Regions from separate parts of the Oryctolagus cuniculus genome. Here region 1 is linked to region 2. The links are chromatin contacts, called in public Micro-C maps. All regions are on one chromosome and are shown on one strand. Each heading gives the region's core, a stretch centred on a gene start, on an enhancer-like site or on the middle of the called end of the contact. The rest is flanking DNA. Distances are from core to core; before and after follow the strand shown.

Region 1 (3,722 bases), core at 1,119-3,618, 140 kb after region 2:
AATATATTATCAATAATCTATTTCTTAAAAGATTTATTTATTTATTTGAAAGTCATAGTTACACAGAGAGAGAAGGAGAGGCGGTGCGGGGGGGGTCTTCCATCAATAGTTCACTCCCCAGTTGGCTACAACAGCCAGAGCTGTGCCAATCCAAAGCCTGGAGCCAGGAGCTTCTTCCAGGTTTCCCACGCAGGTGCAGGGGCCCAAGGACCTGAGCCATCTTCTACTGCTTTCCCAGCCATAGCAGAGAGCTGGATCGCAAGTGGAGCAGCCGGGAATTGAACTGGAACCCATATGGGATGCTGGCACTGCAGGTGGCGGCTTTACCCACTGTGCCACAGTGCTGTCCCCAATAATCTACTCTTCATTTTAAAGTAATTCTCCCAATTGGAACATTAAAAGCAAGCTAATAATATTTCTAATTCTTTTTTAAAAAAGATTTATTTATTTGAAGGGCAGAGTTTCAGAGAGGCAGAGACATAGACAGAGAGAGACAGACAGAGAGAGACAGAGAGAGAGGTCTTCTATCCACTGGTTCACTCCCAACATGGCCGCAACAGCTGGAGCTGTGCCAAGCTGAAGGCAGGAGCCAGGAGCTTCTTCCATGTCTCCCACGTGGGTGTAGGGGCCTGAGCACTGGTGCCATCTTTTGCTTTCCCAGGCCATAACAGAGAGCTGAATCGGAAGTGGGGCAGCTGGATCTCAAACTGGTGCCCATAAGGGATGCCAGCACTGCAGGTGGCAGCTTTCTCCCACTACACCGCAATGCTAGCCCCTGTAATTAATTCTGATTCTTTATTTCATTAGAATGTAAAATAAGATTATCCAGTGTTCATTACGTGAGTAATTTAACCAGGTTGCCGATTACATCTTAATTTTCAACATATTGCTATGCTGTAAATAAAATTTGGTGACCTTTGAAAAATTATAAATAATTCAAGTATATCCCAAATGAAATTACATATTTTTCAAGATAATTGAGAGACATCCAAAAATAGAAATAGAACCTAGCTTCTTGTTTCAGAAGATTACAGTAAGATTAAATGACTAGAATAAACCCGATTTCCTGACTTTGATGACTGTGGCCATCGTTACTAAGCGGTGATCTACACACTGAATGTTCTAGTGGGTCTTCAGTTTGCAAGCTGCGTGGGGACTTGAGCCTTAAGCGTCCACAGCTGAGGAGTGGCCGAGGGCTCTGGGCGACTTCCCAGGCTGGCTCATGCAGGAGAAAGGCTGGGCCTGGAGTGTGCTTGGCCACAGCTCTCTGCTGCCTCGTGTGGGCACTCGAGGGCACTGCAGAGGGCTCCCGCTCCGAAGACACCATCTTGGCAGAGCAGGAGGCACACTTATGGTTTCCAGTCCTCCGGTGAGGCTGTTTTTCTCCAGGTTGACTCATGTCCATCTTTCGGTCATTAGGAACGTCTGGGCAGCGCAGGGACTGCTGCTGTAGGGCTGACTGAGGTGGTGAGGTCTGGCTTTGGAAATCCACCTCGTGGGCCATTAGTTTACCAGCAGTGAGTCACGGAAGTGATTGGCTTCATCCCTGGATACCTCTGGCCTGACTAAGACATCACGCTCTGTGTCGACAGTGTGTTTCTTCCATTCTCCTCCCACTCTTCTCTCTCCCTCTCTCTCTGTCTCTCGTTTAAGTGTTTAAGAATAGGATGTTGATTCAGCTCTGGACGAAGCCTTCCCTCTTCCCAGTAGGGCGTCTCATTCTCTTTCTCATTCCACCTTCGCTTCGCTCCCAGCCCCGCTCTGCTCCCCTGCTGCCTCTGGACTGTGGTCCCTTGTGGCCTGCTCCCGCCAGGAGCTCCTCCGTGGCTGGACGCTGTTTTCTCTGGAATTCGGCGAGAGCCTAGTGGGCACCACAGTGCCCCTGGCGTGTGTGCACCTTTGTGCTTCATTCCCAGTCGAGAAGTCAGAATCAGAGTAACCTGGCTTTTATCATCATCATCAAACATTTCAACAGCATAAAGGATTATACCCTTCATCTTCTTTATTATATTTGATTTAGTAGTTCAGTACTTTCAGAGACAATTTTTACTTCGTTGTTCTTATTACTTTTCTTTATGTGTATATTGAAACCCATACATCTGTTTATTCTGTTTTTCCTGTGTGTTTAAAAATGCATACTAACCCATTAGATGCTATTCTTTCCTTGGGAGAACTCTTGGGGGACCCCCAGTTCACATCCACCTGTGTTCATTCCCTCAAAATACTCTCTCAAGATGAAGCAGAAAGGATTGGGAAGCTCACTCCATCCCCGTTTTTAGTCAGTGAAGAAGTGGAAGCAGTCTGAGACTATTGCCTGCAAAGTCCTAAACCCAGCCAATGCCAGCGCTGAGACTGGGGTAGTCCTGCAGGACAGGTGTGAACATTGTTCTCGGTTGTGGGAATAGCATATCTGTGAATCTGAGAGTTGGCACTGGGCAGGAGCAACCCCTGTGAGTCAGAACGGGGCGTGTGGTGAAGCTGGATATTTAAGGCCTCAGCCACTCTTACCTTTTATAAAAGACATTAATTAGTTTTGATAACAGCAGTATTCCTTTCTGATGTTTAGCAGAAATAGTCACAGTGCAACAGTGAGAGTTTTCTAATAATAAAATGTGTAGTGCAACTAACTTGCTTTGGGTATCATCAAACTTTGGCAATGAGAAGAATAAGAAATAATGACAAATACATTTAAAAAAACCACATTGCAATAAGAAGTAACTACTGAAAGTAAACACATAATTAACAGTTTGAGACTGTCACAAATGGATGATATGCCACCATTGTTTAGATATTGGGCCATTTTTTAGAAGATACAGCACATTCCTCTAACTGTGGATTCATAAGGAACCATATATATCTGTCTAAAAGCAGTATTCACCCGAGAGAATCTCATAGTTTCAGGTTCAGGAACTTGAGGTTCTGCATTTTAGTTTGGAACATTGTTTTTAGTTTCTAAGTTTTGCTTCATAAAATACCTAAATGCATTTATTGTCATGATTTTAATCTCCAGAATTTTAAAACTAATTAATGTAGAAATTACCCACATCACAGTAAAGGTTTAGGTAATTTTTTTCCTTTGTTTTTTCTAACGATTGTTCTTTGTTGTAAAAATGAGAACCATTCAGCTGGGCACGAGGAGGCTAAGGGGCGAGGAGGGGATGAGTGTGCCCCATGTGGCAAAGTCTGGAGATGCTTCCAGCCCACAGTGGGGAAGGGGTTGCTACAGGCATCAGTAGACAGAGGCTGGGGACACTGCTGAACATCCCACATTGGACAGCACGATGACCAGCCCAGCACACGATGTCGACAGTGGTGAGGATGAGAAACCCTGCTCTAGAATTAACCAAGGGTTGTCTCCGAATCCGGGTGAATGTCACCTATCAGAATGGGATCTCATTTTTCTTTACATGTCACTTTTATTTTTCCACTAAATCCTTCCTAGAGCTTTAGCAAATATTTACCCGAACACAGGAAAAAAATCATTCTGATTAGTAGTACTCCAGGGAAGGTCTCAGCCCTAGGTCTTCTGGTCTCCAGGTGAGAGCCAGTTTAGGGCACCCATAGAGCAGGGCTGGCAGTTGGAGACCGTCTTAATCAGATCTGCCACCCACTGCTCCACAGAACCGTGTCGCTCACTTCCAAAGTCAGGGAGCATGTTTACTTTGGTTATTAGTTCTAACAAGAACAGATCCTTTCCTTGGGGATAAGCTGTGGAGTCCATG
Region 2 (3,997 bases), core at 950-3,449:
CAGCTCGCTGGTTCCCACGGTTCTTGGGAAGAAGTTAGCATGTTTGCATCTTCTATGCATGAAGGTGGGTGGGAGTGTGCTTTGTTGGTGGGTCCCTGTGTGTCATCTGGCGCAAATTCTTCCTTGGAGCCTGTTTCAGATTTGAGCAATTGAATTCAAATCTAAACCACCTAAAAAGTCCTTTATAGTCCATTAAGTATTTATGTGAGAGAGAACACTCTATGAAAGTTCTCCTCTCCCTGTTCAGACAGAGTGTTCTGTTTTATTAGATCTAGGTGGTATTGTAATTTTGATAACAGCTAATAATGTTTGGAATTTTGCTTATAATTGGTGGACCACACAAAGGTATGTTTGTTGGATTTTGCACTCTTAATTTACTCACAATAGTAGCTTGTTTATTATATAAAATCTAAAGTAGTATTAATTAGTATTACAACAATTATTTTCTAGGTATGAAGTTCCAGTTTATGCAAACAGTTTGAGGTTTTAGTGCATTTATAAACACAAATGGTGAACAGTTAGTAAGTCAATAAATGTACTATATGTGAGGCTTTTTGTTTATGCTTTTAATGATGAATGAAAATGGTTTTTAGGATTTCCTCTTTTAGAATATGTGATTTGCATAAATTAATATGCAGATATAAATAATACCTTGTTTCAAAGTGTAGTTAGATGTATTTCCATCATCTCCAGCTGTATGTAAATTTAAGAAATTAAACTTTCATAATTTCTCTTTTTAAAAGATCTAACAACTTGGTGTTGAGTGCAATCTTTATCCTTTTAGGGCAAATAGAATTTATAAAATTTATTTTGTTAAAGTTGGCTCCTTAGAGTTGTTATGGTTAAGGAAATTAAATCCTTTCTAGTCCAGAGAAATTTAATGCTTAAGAAGACTCTTTTCTATTAATTCTTACTGTAAATCATTAATTGGATACCTTACCAGTGCTAGCAAGAAATAAATTATAAGAAAATTGTTTTAATGTATCAGATTTGTTTTTTGTAAATATGTCTAACATCTAAGATAAGTAGGATTCATTGTTACTCTTTTTAAGACAGTTACATTATATATATATAGAGTTTAGGGTGGTTAATTAAAAAAATTCACAATGAATTTGAATTTATTTACAAGAAGTTATGCTTCAAGGCTTGGTTTGGCACTTTACACTATGTTGACGAAGATCATCCTGAGAGTAACAGACTGAGAATGCCTTAGAAAGTCTTGCATTTTGAAAGATGAGCTCAGCTTGTGTATGCTTGTAGCGCTGGTGATGGAGAACTTTGTGTTGGGTGCTGTGATGCAGCTGTAAATGGCTGACTGGCGGAGGGAGGCAAAGTTTGAGCTTCTTGTTTTGTTTGGTGTATCCGGGTAAGGCCTTTTTCCGAGTCTCCTCTCTGCTCCCGTCCCCATACATTTTCTTGCTACCAATGTTTTTTAAGTGAAAAGTCTTTTAGAAGTTAGTGATATTGACACAATGAAGTTTTATGGGACATTCTTCAGAACTGTTGCCACATCGCTAGTGCTGTGGATTAGTCGTGGGGTGGCGGAGAGAACAGAATTCCTGGGTTTGTTTTAACGTTGCCCCGTGGCTCACCCTGGAATGGTTTTCAGTTTGTTTTCTTGACACTGACATTTGTCAGGACAGTTCGGAGCCAGCGCGGCCAGTGCCACCAGGAGGCCAGGAGACTCCTGAGCTTGGTCTGATGGATTGCTCCATCTTTCCCAGGGAAGAAGTGTTTGGGAGTTTGACAGACGTTCGTTGATTATTATATCACGATTTTTGATGTTTAAGTAATATGAGTAGATAATATTTTTATCTGTTTACTCTATGTTAAATATTATGACAGTGTTTTGGCTTACTGCTGTTTTGTCCTATTATTTGGCCCAGATAGTTAGATTACAGTTTTGCAAAAATTGTTTGCTTGAATGACTTAATATTTTAGCTTTTCTTGTTACTTTTCCTTTGCTGTGGTAACTCCATCAAAATCACCATTTCGAGTACAATAATGAGTCAACAGTAGTGGTGGTCTTCAGGTTAGCAAAGTTGCTCACAGAGAAGGAAGTGGGAACTCCTGATAGGCCCCTGCACTCCGGGGAAGAGCCACTTCCCCGCAGCCGCGGCCTCTCTGCCTAGATGACAGCCAGAACTGTCCCTGGGACCCAGGGGAAGCCTCTGGGGCCTGGGAGCGTGTTGTGCTCTTTTGCACACATAGATGGCAGCAGAGTGTTACGGACACAGGAGATCGGTCTTGTAGTTACAGTGAAAGATGAGTGACAACGCGAACTGACTTCCATCAGTGGAGCTGCCTGTGTCGTGTAGTTAAGCATAAAATAAGAAAGAAAGCTACTATTGATAACATGAGAGTGTAGGAGGAGGAAGAAGGCATGAGACGCTAGAATACACTGAATTTCTGGACAAATCCCAGGTGGGAAAGCTTAATCTTTTAAGGTATGTCACCCACTCCTAAAAGATGATTGAAATCAGCTAAGATAATATGCATGTCAAAATAAAGAGACAGCGAAGGGCTGAGGGCGGCAGGGCAAGAGGGAGGTAAAAGAGAAACCATACACAAGTTGCAGCGGCAAGTAATGGCCTGCTGCCTGTGGGTACTGTAGCATTTGGCCTGCATGTCTCCTTTTTAGTTAAGCAAGTTACAAAGAGGAAATGTCAGTCCACGAATCAGGCAAACATTCCATGGGAACATTTGCTCAAATGTCAGCATTTTAGAAAATAGAACTGCAGTCTATTATGGCCCAGTCCCTGGGCTGGATTTGCTGTTAAATGCACAAGTACAAATGTATTTCTTCAGAATGCGTTTGCAATTAGCGAGTCACTTTATGTCTTAATTAGCATTCCTAAATAATGACATAATTACCATAAAAGATGACAGCCATCATTATAATTAATATTTAATATGTGTCTGTTTCTGAAGACCTTTCTGTGGCTTCTCACAAATTTTCAGGGTAATTTTCAAGTTTCAGAGAATTGCAGTTGGTGAAATCTCAGACATGAGGATCTAATGAAGTGGAATCCAAGTTATTAGAATCTGAGGAATGGAAGTGGGTTGTAAAAAAGCGATTTGTAGCGTGTCCTGAACAATCGAATCACCTCGGTGTCTCACACTTACAAACATCATCAGGGCTTCCTAATGCCACTCAAGTCACGCGAATGTTGTTCAGGAAAACATTTCCCCTCCCCTTTATGTTTTTTCTGATCTACTCTCAGGCGAGTTAGTACCACAGACTAATCTCTGTGTCACGAACTTGATTCTAAAGGTGTGTAGAACAACTTGCTTAAATGCAGTATCTGGCAAGTCTCTCTTATGACAGCAACTTATTTCTCACATAATTATTTTCTTAGTAAATCTGATATCTTAACAACCCCTTCCCTCATTTCTGAGTTCAAAAAATAACACTTAATATAATTTATTTCTCATACTTAATAAAGGCTTACTTGAGAGTATATTGCCGTTCACCCCCAAGCTGCTTCCACCAAATGAGGTTAGAAGGGACTGTGGTTTGAAGGGTGGAAGGTGGTTTCCAGCATCATTTGCTGTGTACTGTAATGGGCCTCAATGTTGCTTTAATGGAGCGTAAAACATTCTGGCAGCCGCCTGTTACTTATTAATGACTGAATGGCTCTGCTGCGACATATATCAGGAGGAAAAAATATTTGTGCACATATATGTATAGTTTTTCTGTGTTAATCTGTTGTGTTAACTTCCATTTGAATGCACAGATAGGTCTGTGTTGCCCTAACTTTTTTAGTAGCATGGGCTGTGTGGACACAAGAACTCAGCAAAACTTGATTTCTAAATGTGTAATTCTTTTATAATTTTGCAAGGTTTTGATCTAATTAATTGGATGGAATTTTATGAGGTAAATTTACACCATCATACGTCTCTGGAAGCCAAGTATGAAATGTTCAAGTTAGTCACAACTATGCCTATGCAGATTTCTCTGCAAGTCTTTAGTGAAATATCACATATGTTTGTTTAA

The links. Hi-C and Micro-C count contacts between places; a contact is called where the count stands out from the background.
Region 1: a contact with region 2 is called in a Micro-C map of ear pinna, with 2.4 times the contacts expected there. The contact joins two enhancer-like sites. A contact is called at or near these places in 2 of 6 Hi-C or Micro-C datasets (ear pinna and an unstated tissue).

The regions. Positions count from the first base shown.
Region 1 is chr5:168,000,198-168,003,919 of mOryCun1.1, forward strand. The region is part of intron 6 of GMDS (GDP-mannose 4,6-dehydratase); the gene reads left to right. Among named protein-coding and RNA genes, the nearest start is that of GMDS, 290 kb to the left of the region's middle. Within about 2 kb of position 2,369, at least 1 of the 8 cell types and tissues checked has an H3K27ac peak or open chromatin away from gene starts, as enhancers often do.
Region 2 is chr5:167,861,217-167,865,213 of mOryCun1.1, forward strand. All of the region lies in intron 4 of GMDS (GDP-mannose 4,6-dehydratase), which reads left to right. Among named protein-coding and RNA genes, the nearest start is that of GMDS, 150 kb to the left of the region's middle. Within about 2 kb of position 2,200, at least 3 of the 8 cell types and tissues checked have an H3K27ac peak or open chromatin away from gene starts, as enhancers often do.